Regions from separate parts of the Sus scrofa genome. Here region 1 is linked to region 2. The links are chromatin contacts, called in public HiChIP or PLAC-seq maps. All regions are on one chromosome and are shown on one strand. The core of a region is the stretch at or near the end of the contact, and the rest is flanking DNA. Distances in the headings are between cores, read along the strand shown.

Region 1 (6,889 bases), core at 1,455-3,954, 60 kb after region 2:
TAACAGGCAACTGAACACATCCTGCTTTGGTGCTCCTTGGCCAAATTTTTCACACTGGATTCACAAAGATGTACGGTTCACGGTCCCGTTCAAATACGTGCTAGAGCCGAGGAACTTTAGCCAGTGTGACCTCATTCAAGTACATGTTTTTAACCAAAGTGAAGTCTTCAGTGTTTAAGCCAAGGTATCCATTTGAAATGGGAACAAACAGAACGTCGCCTTGCAGGGTTCAAAGGAGAGATTCTTAAATGTGGGTTCAGGAGATGTCTTGGGGCGAAGGCACAGAGCAGGAACGGGAGAGAGATGTGCCCAAGCCCAGCCAAAGGCACAGCCCCCTCGGAACACTGGCATGTGCTCAGTCGTGCCTGCACGTGACCATGAAAAGATGAATTTAAAGATACAATGGCCATTTCTTACTGGGCCAAGAGGCAGTGTTCCACCCGGAGATGAGGTCAGAAACCAGGTGCCAGGAGTTCGAGATGTGGTGCAGCGGAAACAAATCCGACTAGGAACCATGAGGTTGTGGGTTCAATCCCTGACTTCGATCAGCAGGTTAAGGATCCGGTGTTGCCGTGAGCTGTGGTGTAGGTCGCAGACGCGGCTCAGATCTGGCGTGGCTGCTGCGGCTGTGGTGTAGGCCGACAGCTGTAACTCTGATTCGACCCCCAGCCTGAGAACCTCCGTATGTCACAGGTGGGGCCCTAAAAAGCAAAAAAAAAAAAAAAAAAAAAAAAAAAAAAAAAAAAAGAAAGAAAGAAAAAGAGACCAGGTGCCAGCACGACCACCCTAATGCAAAAGTGAGGGTCCCTGGGAGTTCCCTAGCGGTTAGGACTGGGCGCTTTCGGCAGGCTGGGTTCAATTCCTGGTCTGGGAACTGAAATCCCACACCAAAGCCCCTACACACTGGGGCCAAGACACACACACACACACACAGACCCCCCCCCCCCAATGGCAGGCCCCTGCAGCAGCCACAGAGTAAAGGTCTGCTCTGGAGACCAACTGTAGCCTAACTATTAAGAAAGCAATTCCAATTTGCTACCACCACCCAGACTTCGAACTAGCCTCACTGAACTAATTTCTTAAGGATGCGTTTGGTCACAGCTGCCATTATTCCAAAACTTCCTCCTTTAAATGTGGCAGCCTGACCTCATGTCAGGTGCTGCCCTTTTCTCTGTGTAACTGGGGGCTGCGGTGAGTACCTCTGCATCACAGGGCAGCTAACTGCCCTATAAACTGATGGGCAGAACTGCTCCCTCCCCCTCCCCCTCCCCCCCAAACAGGGGCCTTTAGTTTCCATTCTGAGCTGGGTCTCACTCTCCTCAGGGTACTAAGTTCTCCATGGTCTGAACTCAAGTGTGCTAATAAACCCATCTCTGATAGAAATGAAGAATTAGACCCCCCAAATCCCACCACAAACTCAAAATTCAGCTCCTAGCGGGCTAAACTTGACGTCATTCGGCCAAAAAACTGACCAGTGCCAGGGGTAACTGTTGACTGTTTGTTAACTAGTCTTTCAGAACTTTTCACCCTGGTTTTTTTTTTTTTTTTTGAACCAAAGTTTAAAAAATAAATAAAACCTGGATTTTCCACCCTCCTCAATAGTCCAGAGAAGGTTGGTTCGAAAATTCTCGGAATTGGCCCTTCCCCAGCCCCAGGACTCCCAGCCATGGCAGGACACTAAGAGTCCTCATTGGGACGAGCGATTATACAATCATGGTTCCCAGAGCAAAAGGCTCCACTAGAATAATCCACCCGGAGACAATGACATCATGTGAGCAACTAGACAGGAAGTTAGGCTCGGAGAAGTGAAGGGTGAAGCCTTGAAAGCCAATACTGGACGATCGCCCTCCCATTCTCTGATCAAAAACAAAACAAAAATTTTTTTAAAAGTCCCCTTCTCCAAAAAAAGCTACTTTAAAGAGAAAATAGAAAACCCACACGGAGGAAATAAGTCAGTAAGTGAAACCAAAATCCCTCAACTCCATGGCCATCATGCGGGTGAGTCAATCCGCACTAAAGGGCCCCTCCAAAGCCCCGCTGCTGGAACTTGGAGGAAAACGTGGAGCGGGAACAAAGCGCAGCTGTAGTTCCTGCGTCCTCCCAACTTTCGCAGGCGCACCGAGGGGCGTGAGGGTGCCCGCAGTGTGTCACCCGGGCGGGTCGCGGCAGCCGGCTGTTCCTACACAAAGCCACTCCTGACTTAGTGACAGCCACAAGTGGCCTGGCGACGGACCCCGATCAGAGGCGGAACGCCCCTTCCCCCGCGCCCCCCCGCCCGCGCGCACGACCCCCGGTCTCTTATCCTGCCCCGCCGTGCGGGCAACTTTCCCTCGGGGACCAGAGGACTCAAGTCCGGGCCAGAAGCGACTCCAGGACCCCAGTCCCTCCCCGAGCGCCCCGGCCCCCAACCCCGCCCGCCGCGTGCCAGGGCACCGCGAGCGAAGCCTGAGCCCTGGAGGGCCACCCACCTGCACAGCTCGGGGAACTCGGTGCCCTGGGTCCCGGTGGCCCTCGGGGCCCAGACCAGTAGCAGCAGCTGCACCAGGAGCAGGGAGCGCAGCCGGTAGCCGGCTGGCGCGGGCCCCAGGTGGGCGCTCCGGCCGGCAGCGGCCCCCATCGCGCCGGGCCCGGGCTGCAAGGCGGGCGCAGGGCGAGCGGCGCGCGGCTGCCCGGGGCCTCGCCGGAGACGTGGTTGAGCCGCCAGGGCGGAGACGAAGAGGAACACAAGAAGAGCGGGAGCGGGGCGGGAGCCCGAGGGGCGCGCGGCTCGTCTGGGCTCGGCGGCGGCGGCGGCGGCGGCGGCCCCCGAGCCGGTCACGTGACCGCCGCCCGGCACCGCCCCCTCCCCCGCCCCGCTCACATGACTCCCTTGTTCAGGTGATCCCCGCCCGCCGGCTCCGCCCAGGCCCGGTCACGTGAGCGCGGCGCGCGCTGGGCAGGAAGCAGCCGGGCAGGGGCGCGGGCGCAGGTGCGGGGCCGAGGCCTGCGTCCCCGCCGCCGCCCCGCCGGGACCCGGCCCCAGCTTCAGTTTCTCCAGCGCGCACTCTGGGTCGCGGTGCGGGTGCTTTCCAACTTGGAGTCACTGCTGCTCACCCTTGACAGACAGGGAGGGGAAAATAGGGCTCAGAGTTAAGTGCCGTAAATGACACCGCAAAGCCGCGCTGCTCAGGATCCCTGACGAATGGGAGCCCACTTTTCTTGCCCTGCGCAGCCAAAGCGCGGAGCCCTGCGCGGGGCTTTCCAACCACTGCCCAGCAGAGCCTCTCAGCCTTCTGTGGCGGGTGTTAATTCCCAAGCGTGGGCTTTTCCGATAAGGAAGGCTGCACGAAAATAGGAACTTGAAATGTGAAGAAGGCAAAGGTCTAACTATCAAGCAAGTACCCCTCGATACAACTTTATTAATTTCTCTACTCAGCTGTTTTGTTAGACTCATGCTATGTGAATGAGTCTTAGCTAGACACAGTTGAAGTAAAAACGCAAATCTGAAAAGACGTGAACTCAAAAAGTTTACCTTGGAGTCCCTGTTGTGGCACAGTAGAAACGAATCCGACTAATATCCATGAGGATGCGGGTTCCATCCCTGGCCTTGCTCAGTGGATCTGGGATCGCAGGTTGCTGTGGCTGTGGCGTGGCTGGCAGCTGTATCTCCTATTCAACCCCTAGCCTGGAGACTTCCCTATGCCATGGGTATGGCCCTAAAAAGAACAAAAACAAAAACAAAAACCTTATACAGAATAATCGCGATGGTAACAGCTCACCTTTGTTTGCTGCTTACTCTATACTAGACACTGTGCTAGCACTTACCCAGCGTAAACCAGACGCTTTCCTATAAATGAGGACTGGGGAGGCACTGAGATGAGAAGTAACTTAACCAAAGCCATTGAGATGCCACAAAGCAGGAATTCAAACACATACAATGATAGCTAACATTTACTGAGCAGGTAATTCTGTGCCAAATACCATTCTGGTGATTTATCTTATTTAATCCTAACACAATCCTATAAGATTACAGGAGTATCTTTATAGCACCTATTTTAGAGATAAGGAAACTGAGGCATAGATTAAAACACGTGCAAATCACAGGGGCTAGTTAAGTGGAGAAGCCAGGGTTTAAGCCTAAACTAGACGGTCCCTGAGCCTGTGGCTTAGCCACATGCTATATTGCCAAAGAGGAATATGGCCCAAAAAAGGAACGTTGTTGGAGTGGCATCCTGAAAGTGTTCATATTTTGCAACTCCGGTGTTGCTATAATTGATCTCTGGCGAAGATCATCAGTGGAAGCTAAAACCATCGAGTGAAAAATAATTGCAAACCAGAATACTCACTTTGTTCCCAATTAAAAATACATATATTGGAGTTCTCTTCGTGCCTCAGTGGTTAACGAACCCCCCCCCCCCCACACACACACACACACACACACACACACACACACACACAACGGAAAGATCTGGTGGAACCTTAGTGATTAAAATTAGTATCACCAATATTTGGAAAAACTAACATTCTCTGCTTCCTAAAGTGATGCAATGAAAAATACTGCTAAAGGACCATATTTAAAAGACGGTATAATCATGACTCAGATACAAAAGTAAAGTGAGTATGTGTCAAAGCTATTACCTAACTCATGGCAGCGAGAATCTTTAACATGTTCCAGCTGGTTTGTTCCTAAGAGACTCCAAAGGCAATCAACGTGTAACACTGTACAGTCAGGACTGCTGATGTTACGTTGCCTAATAGATGGAAGATTAGACGATACCCTCAGGTCAAATGGATGTTGAAAGAACACAATTTGCATTTCTAAAGAAAAGAATCCTAGCCATTACCATTAGTATTCCACAGTTTATAGAGTTGTAAAATAGCTCAAAGACAATGAAAGGCACAAAACCCCATGGTATCAGATAACCCACAAAGTTGCATTATTCGGCAACTAGTTTTACAGTGATATTACCGAATACTTTTGCTCCATTTCAAAGTCTTTCACAATTTCCTCCTAGAGTACACACTATCATTCTTGCCAACATATTTAACCTAAATATAATAAAAACAAAACAATCAGGAGTTCCCTGGTGACTCAGTGGGTTAAGGGTAGGCGTTGTCACGGCTGTGGCTTGGGTTCAATCCCTGGCCCGGGAATTTTTGCATGCCGAAGGTGCATCTAAAAAATAAATACATAAAATTAAACCCAGATTGTGAAACATTCTGTAGGAAAACTGAACTGGACAGTTCAAAAATGTCTGTGCTTGGAGTTTCTGTTGTGGCACAGTGGGTTCCTGATCCGGCTTGTCTCTATGGAGGCACCGATTGGATCCCTGGCCTGGCGCAGGGTTGCTGCACCCCTGTTCAGGTTCCATCCCTGGCCCGGGAACTTCTGTATGCTGTGGGTGCAATAGAAAAATAAAAAATAAAAATAAAAGTGTCAGTGCTCTAAAAAACCTCCCCCCGGAGTTCCCGTTGTGGTGCAGCAGAAACGAATCCCACTAGTATCCATTAGGATGCAGGTTCGATCCCTGGCCTCACTCAGTGGGTCAGGGATCTGGTGTTGCCATGAGCTGTGGTGTAGGTCACAAATTCAGCTGGGATCCCGAGTTGCTGTCGCTCTGGTGTAGGCCAGCAGCTGTAGCTCCAATGTGACCCCTAGGTGGGGAACTTCCATATGTTTTTTAGATGCGGCCCTAAAAAACAAAGTAAAATTTTAAAAAATTTTAAAAACCCCACCCCTTCTATCCTCTCCCCAAAAGCAAGAGTAAACGACAAAGGTCAAATCTGGCCAAATGGCTGTTTTGTAAATAAAGTTTATTGAATGTAGCCACCCACTCATGGATTGCCTATGGTGGCTTTTGCCTACAATGACAGAATTGACTGCTTGCAACAGAGCCCACAGAGCCTAAAGTATTTTATCATCTGGCTTCTACAGAAAGTCGGCCAACCATTGTTCTAGATCACAGTTCTTAGAAGTGTGGTACTTGGGGAGTTCCCGTTGTGGCCTAGTGGTTGACGAATCCGACTAGGAACCAAGAGATTGTGGGTTCGATCCCTGGCCTTGCACAGTGGGTTAAGGAGCCAGCATTTGCCGTGAGCTGTGGTATAGGTCACAGACGTGGCTCGGATCTGGCATTGCTGTGGCTGTGGTGTAGGCTGGCAGCTGCAGCGCAGATTAGACCCCAAGCCTGGGAATCTCCATATGCCTCGGGTGCAGTCCTAGAAAAGACAAAAAAAAAAAAAAAAAATGTGGTACTTGGACCAGCGGCTTTGGCATCACCTGCCGGCTTTTAGAAACGCCAGTTCATGGGCCCCACTCTGACCTATTGACTCAAAGTCTTTGGAGATGGACCCTGGAAAACTGCTGCCATAAGCTTACCAGAAGATTCTCATACCCACAAAGGAGGAGAGTGAACAGGAGAATGGTCTCATCCCTGGTCTCGCTGGAGTCCCTGGGCGGGGCTGCCAAGTGAGGGCCTTGGCTTCGCACAGGAAAGAATTCAAGAGCGAGCCAGAGCAGAGTGAAAGCGAGCTTGGAGACACACACTGTGCAGGCTGAACACACTCTGTCTGCGAAGGTAAGAGCAGACAGCAGGGTGTGGGGGCGGTGAGGATTTATGGGCTGGGTAATTTCATACACTAACAAGTGGGAGGATTATTCCAACTATTTGGGGAAGGGGCGGGGATTTCCAGGAATTGGGCCACCGCCCACGTTTTGGCTTTTTATGATCTGTCTCAGAACTGTCTTGGCACCTGTGAGTGTGTCCTTTAGCGTGCTGATGTGTTACAACGACTGTACAATGAGCCTCGAAGTCTGAGGATGTCACATCTTCCCCCTTCTTGGACGTAATTGCTCTACCAGTTTTTGTTGTAGCCTCTGTGTCTGTGTCATTTTTTCAACGGGTGTGCC
Region 2 (6,642 bases), core at 800-3,299:
CCCAGGCAGGGGACGCAGAGACGGGCCCAAGGGGCCAGGACTCCGTCCCGGGACACCCCGCCGGGGCTGAGCGCAGCCTGTGCTCACGTCTCCCTGGTGGGGCCCGTGCCTACACAGCCCAGGCCCCGCTCAGCCAGCTCACGTCTTCCTTCCTTGGCAGCGCCACCTTCTTGGGCTCCAAAGACCTTATCGCTTGGGAAAAACCCATGTGCCGGCAAAGGGCAGAGAGAACTTGGCGTCTTCGACTGACTAGGATATAAGTGACCAGCCCCTGCGCCCCGACCCCCGCCAGCCCACGTCAGCGGAGGGAGAGGGCGTGGGACAGACCTCGGAAATAATCTGATAATAAACATGAACTCCATTATCCCCGCTCTGGGCCTCGAGGAGTTTGGCGATTATTCAAAACACACATGACCCAGGGATAAATGTCAACCTTCAGGTAAAGAAGGCAATCAGGGCAGAATAACAAAGTTCTGGAAGTGGATACTGGGAATGGGAGCTCGACACGGGTCCACAGGCCCCATGCCGCTCAGCGTGCGCCGCAGGACGGCCAAGGGGTCGATCTTCGGTTGTAAAGCTTCAGCCACGTTCTTTTTAAACCAGTTCTTTCTGGCTCTCTCTTCTGGGCTGCCCTGGCGCAGGGAACCAGGGCCCACGCGCAACCCCCTTCCACTTCCCAGCCCTCGCCTTGCACGCCTGCTTCGCCAGCACGTCACACGCGCCTCCCCCATTGTTCTTCGCCCACGGCCGAGCTGCACGCGCCTTGGTTTCCTCATCTGCGAACTCTGAGGTTTGGCCCAAACCATCTCTAAGACCCGCTGTGCTGCAGGGACCCTGGGTCACCAGCTCACAAGAGCGAAGAAGGGGCAGGATGGTGTCTGTGTCACCCAGAGAGAAAAACTCGCGTCTACAGGACACCAACACACTGGGTGTGTCACCAATCGGCAGTAAGAGGTCAGGCTTGAACCTGAGAAAGAACAGACACAAAAGCACCACCGCCGCCGGGCCCCTGGCCTCTGCTTTTATACCACATGCCGACCTGAAGCAGGATGAAGAGCAAGCTCCCCCACCCTGGGAAGAGACTCAAAGGAACACGAAGCCACCAAGGTCCGGGGCGCCGAGCAGCGAGCGCCCTCCTTACCAGGCTGCCCCTGGAGCAGACGAGGTGGATCCGGGTGGTGTAGGTGGTCCGCCTCCCGTCGCTGGTGGTGCAGGCGGAGCCGTTCACGTACTCCAGGACAAGGCTGCCGCTGTTCTCCACCACGGGGCCCGCCTTCGCGACCCCCAAGTTGCTGATGGAGACGGTTTCGGAAAACGAACCCTGCAAACACGGGTGTCTGTGAGGTTTCCCCATGAAGAGAAGACCGCTTTCCTTCTGACACGGTGGGTGCGCATTGTCCACGCAGCTGTCGCCACAGATGAGCAAATGCGCAGCCACCCTTCCTGCGTGCGGGGGGGGCACAGCCCTCCACGTCCACGGGCTCTGCCTCTGCTGATGCAACCAACTTCAGCTCGAACTGCTCGGGGAAGAAATGACATAAAAGTTCCAAAAAGCAAAACTTGAATTTGCCTCCAGGGCCTGAGGCGTGGCGCTGACACTGTCTCAGGCTTTGTGAGTGGTCCAGAGAGGACATAAAGCGCGGGGGTGCCAAGGGGACACTGCAGGTGACGGGCTCGAGCAGCTGTGGACATGGTGTCCGCCAGGCCCTGGAGCCTATCCTGCCCTCCATTCCAAGGGACAACTTATTTCCCATAAATTATGACCTTAAACCCTCAAAATCCTGGTAGAGTCTATTCTCTTCACTTTACAAAAGGGCAAACAAGGTTCAGACACGCGCAGTGACCTATCCGAGGCCACGCGACTGACAGGCATCAGAGACGGGACTCAAACCACATCCTCTGGCCAGGAGCTTCTGACACTGCCGGCCCGTCCCTCGCGCCTCCATCGTCTGGCCATCTGGGTGGCAGAGCTGAGACTAGAGCACAAGTGAATGACTGTGAAAGCGCCCCAGGACTCATCCAGGGTTATAAATAACCATCAGCGAATAGACGAACTGGCAAACACAGACTCCAGCGGGCTTGGAGGCCGTTGCTCCAACAAAGAGCACACGCGCCAATGTGCACGAGCGCCTCCACGCTTAACCACCAGAGGGCGCTCGCCAGCTTCCTTTACAAGACCTCCAGCTGCCGGCTAACAGGCGCCAGGAAAAGTGCATTCCTGCCGCTCTATTTTTAAAGCGGCACACATACATCTTTATTTTAAGATGTGCCGTGTCTGAGGAGCACAAGCACACGTAGCAGAGCTCTGGCGGCACCTGCATTCCATCCAATGACGGTGCACAGCTCGCACCCTGGCCAGAGCGAAGGCCTGGACCGAGTGTGTGCACAGCAATCCTGCCGTGCAGCTGTCCCCCTAATCACTCAGAAGCCCAAGCTTTTGGAAGCACTAGCTCTTCCTTACAGATGTCTGCTGTTCAAAGACACCTCCTCCGCCGGGTCCTGTGAGCAGAGGTCACCACACCCAGGCTTTTTCACATTTTAAATCTGAACCAGGACTCAAATATGACCGCATCTATGGAGGGGAGGGGACTCAGATATGATCCCACTGAGGCCCCCTCCCCCTCAGAGGGCCTCCCGTCAGCAGCCAGGCCTGCGCAGACCTGGGAGCCCAGAAATAACCAGCTCTACCACCAAGTCACATGGGGCGGGGGGCAGACCCACCTGGTGGCTCTCATACTTCATCTGGCAGGCGGACGCGTACCGATCGCAGCCCGGCACCGGGTTCAGAGGCCGACACACGTTGATGTAGTACTTCCTCCACGTGCTGTGCGGGCCCGCGCTGTCCAGGGCGTACCAGTTCCCGCCACGACCGCCCTCAGATTTTGCAAGACTGAAATGTCCAAGCGAAACGTGAGCTTTGCAAGCTAAGAGGTTTCTGCCCGAGGATTCACTTCTAAGCACCCAGAGAAAGAGAAAGAAACACACCCCGCCCCTCAACGTATAGCAGCTGGCCTGGTGGGACTCACGGCACCACGGAAGGCAGCCCACCGCCGAGCTGGGACTGCCCTAGGCCCCAGCACCGCCGGGCGGCTTTTCAAATGATGCTGCTGAAGACAGGCTTGCTTTGCTGGGCAAAGACTGCTTGACCTCGCCAGGACTCCCGGGCCATCGTTAGAGTTCATTCTGGTCTAAAACATCCCACCTTGGTCCTGCACCCAGAACTGAGCTGACCCTGGTCATCAGCTCAGTCACCTGCTCACCAGCAGGGCCCAGTCGACCTCAGCCCTAACTGGACCGGGGCCCGGCTGACCCGCCTCACCTGGAGAGGTCGTACTGCTCCAGCGTGGACGGGTCGGTCACCACGCACTCCAGCGGCTCCTCGGGGCAGGCGTAGCTGGTGTACCACCGGAAGTTGTAGGTAGAGTTATCTTCTTCCTAATGGCCGGACAAGGACAGACGTGGGAGGGGTGCGAAGAGAAGGGAAATACAAGGTCAAAAGAGACGGCCGCTGTTCCAAATGAAAACTGCAGGGATGTCCCTTTACTCTGCCTGTTCATTTTATTAATAGGAAGATCGCCCAGCCACAGACCAAGATGGAAATCTAGCCTCTGTGAAGTGGGAAAAAGGGGTGGTTTTGATGGTTCTGTGTCCTGCTCCAAAACCAACAGGGGCCGTGGGCCACCATCAAGGGACGGTCCACTGCAGCCTCAGCTCGGAAAATGAACACTGTGTCCCCAGGCAAGTCTACGAGGATTAATAAAATCACAGGAGAGGCTGATCCGGCCAGAAAACAGGACTAACAGGCTCTGCCTCTACATACAGGGCCCACAACGGGCTCCTGAGCAAGCCCTGGGGAGCCAGACGAGCTGACAACTCACTTCCAGGGACCGTCCCAGCTCCGAGGTCACCCGCCTGGGAACCTCGTTTCCCTCCAGCAAAGCCACAAGCCCCATCGTAACCACTTTCTTCCCTGCCCCACCTTTAAACGGAGGCGTCTCCCTCTTCGCCCCTGTGGCCGCGTAGACGCGCACGCAGCGCGGTTCCCACCTGGTACTCAGGCAGGCCCACTCCAGCATCCCGATCACAGAGGAAGGTGATGAGCGTGGCTCGCGGAGTCCGCCGCTCGTTGTTATAGGGCGTGCCGTCGTGGTAGTTCAGCTGGATCATCCCGTCGTAGTAGGAAAGCTTGGCGTTACTGCGTCCCAGGTTCCAAGACTTCTTGTCACTAAACGAATAAGCGTCTCTGAGAAAAGATGCAGAGACCAGAGGCTCTGCGGTGCCGCGACGCTGTGATGCTGAAGGAAGGGTAACGGGCAGTGCAAGGGGCAGGGGTGCCCGGGACCCAGGGCCAGTCTGATGGCAGTGGCAGGGAGGAGGGCAGCCCCAGCCCCGACGCCGGACCCAAATCTGCTCTCAGCGCCGCTGGCACGATGCCCTTCATCTGAACTAAGGGCACACGGAGAGGAGAAACACATGCACAGAGCCGGAAGCGAGGCCCTGTGGAAATCCGGGCCTGTCCCGCGCCCTCTCTGGGCAGCTGAACCCCAACCTCTCCTCCGGGTTTCGGCCCAGGCCGTGGCAGTGTTTCCGCGTCAGGAAGCAAAGACGTCTGCAGACCACACACCGACTCGTTGGCACCAGACACCCAGGGGAACCTGGAGAGCGTTACTTGCCTTTTCGACACCTGGCAGGCGCCCGAGTCCGGCTGGCAGGCGCTCGCAGACACCGCGCCGCACACGTTAATATAAAACTCGTACTTCTCTGTCTCAACTTTGTAGGCACCATTTGTCTTAGTGAGAGGCGACAAGTCAAAAGAAAACCCTACGTGAGAATAAAAACCAGCCAAGGTCAGTCCGACCACAGCGAACAGAGCAGCCTCAGCTCACGGCCTCGAGGAGATGCTTCTCCCCAGGCCTGGCTGACAGCGAGAAGGTGACCTTCCAGAACTGCCGTCACTAGCACCCCCGCCCCCCGCCCCCCCTGCGACAGATCTGCCACCACCGTCCCCTCTCTAGCTGGTTAACCTAAAACCCTACTCAACCCCGGATGTCGCGGTCGAGTAACCGCCAGGGTGTTCAAAGTGGGACCACGACACAACGACTTTGCCACGTCTAAGGTGAGCTTCTTCCCTAGAAACACATGAGAAAAACCTTCTCGAACGTGACTTATTTTCCACATTCCTCAGGCTCTGCATTCAGCAAGCCGACCTGAACGCTGCATCTAAGAAAGGTTTTGCACTATCTCAAGCAAGCCTCGAGCCCCCAGCTTTTCAGAGTTTTTGGTCAAATGATATTGATATAATTCTAAAGCAGGCTACCCCTAAAATGCTGACAGAAAAATGTTTAAAAACAAAACAAAACGGGTAAAAGCACTTGCAGGTGAGGCTGCCCCACAGGGTGCTCGAACACACACCTGCCTGGGCATCAAAGACCGTGCAGTTGTCTCCCTCGGTCCTGGACAGCACACACGCGGCGGCTGTGTACCACTCAAACTCGTAGAAGCAGCCGTCGGCTCTGGAAGTTCTCAGCACTGGAGCACTCTCTAAGTCACCTGTCAGTGGGGAAGAAAGATCTATCACTGGCCCGGTCTGGGAGATCTCCCCTTGCTGTCCATCGCGACACAGGCCTTCCTCGAAAAGACGGTAAATCTCAAGCGACCTGACCTACCACCACCTAAGAGAATTACGAAGAGTAGCACAAACAAGATTCAAGGTCAGCAGAAGGAAGGAAGTAATAAAGATCAGAGAGGAAATCAGTACACTAGAAATTTTAGAACAAAGAGAAAGAAAAATCTAAAACGCAAGAGCTGGTTTGTTTGTTCCAAAGGACAAAACTGACCTCTGGCCAGGCTCACCAAGAGGAAAAGAGAGAGAACCGAAATACACAAAATGAAAAGGGAGAAATCTTAAGTGATAATGCAAAATACAAAAAAAAAAAAAAAAAAAAAAAGACAGAATACTATGAACAGTTATATATGCTAATGAATTTGACAACCCAGAAAAAACGGACCAGTTTCTAGAAACATAGAGCCCACCAAACCTGGATCAAGAAGAAGCATAATTTGAACAGATTGACACTAGAAATGAAATAGAATCTGTAATTAAAAACAAAACAAACAAACAAACAAAAAACCTCCCTACAAACAAACGTCCAGGACCAGATGGCTTCAGAGGTAAGTCCTACCCAACATCCTTCCCAAACTCTTCCCAAAAACTGAAGAAGGAAAACTCCCAAAGATCTTCTACAAAGCCACCATCGCCCTGGCACCCAAATCAAAGACACGACCAGAAAAGAGTATTACAGGCCATTACCTTTGAGGAATATAAATGCAAAAATCCTCAACAAAATATTACAAACCAAATCTAACAACACGTAGAAAAGACCATACATCAGACTCAAGATGAATCGTGAGGACGGTCGAACATACAAAATCAGTCAATGCGACTCACCACACCCACCAAAGGCAAGACAAAAACCACACGATTTCACTAGACGCAGAAAAGGCAACGCACAACATCCAACAGCCATTCACGATAAAAACACCAAAGTGAGTACAAAGAGAATACATCTCAACAGAATAAAGCCTTTTTACGACAAACCCAGAGCTAATGTAATACTCAACAGTGTAAAGCTGAGAGCCTTC

Evidence for each region. HiChIP or PLAC-seq counts read pairs in DNA pulled down with a chosen protein or histone mark.
Region 1: an H3K27ac HiChIP or PLAC-seq map of alveolar macrophages shows a contact between it and region 2. The contact joins the promoter of IGF2R here to the enhancer-like site in region 2. A contact is called at or near these places in 3 of 5 promoter capture datasets (fetal skeletal muscle and liver), 13 of 47 Hi-C or Micro-C datasets (adipose tissue, alveolar macrophages, blood and 8 more) and 2 of 2 datasets of contacts at active chromatin or transcription factors (alveolar macrophages and skeletal muscle).

The regions. Positions count from the first base shown.
Region 1 is chr1:7,469,776-7,476,664 of Sscrofa11.1, forward strand. It overlaps IGF2R (insulin like growth factor 2 receptor), which reads right to left and starts at 2,705. Exons shown (of 48, transcript NM_001244473.1): 1 at 2,469-2,705. The coding sequence starts at 2,617.
Region 2 is chr1:7,410,367-7,417,008 of Sscrofa11.1, forward strand. IGF2R (insulin like growth factor 2 receptor) reads right to left here. Exons shown (of 48, transcript NM_001244473.1): 14 at 5,413-5,550; 15 at 4,674-4,821; 16 at 4,048-4,225; 17 at 3,320-3,435; 18 at 2,722-2,890; 19 at 1,142-1,321. Among named protein-coding and RNA genes, the nearest start is that of SLC22A1, 48 kb to the left of the region's middle. Within about 2 kb of position 2,050, at least 10 of the 83 cell types and tissues checked have an H3K27ac peak or open chromatin away from gene starts, as enhancers often do. A contact at or near this core is called in alveolar macrophages and skeletal muscle, where this site is marked.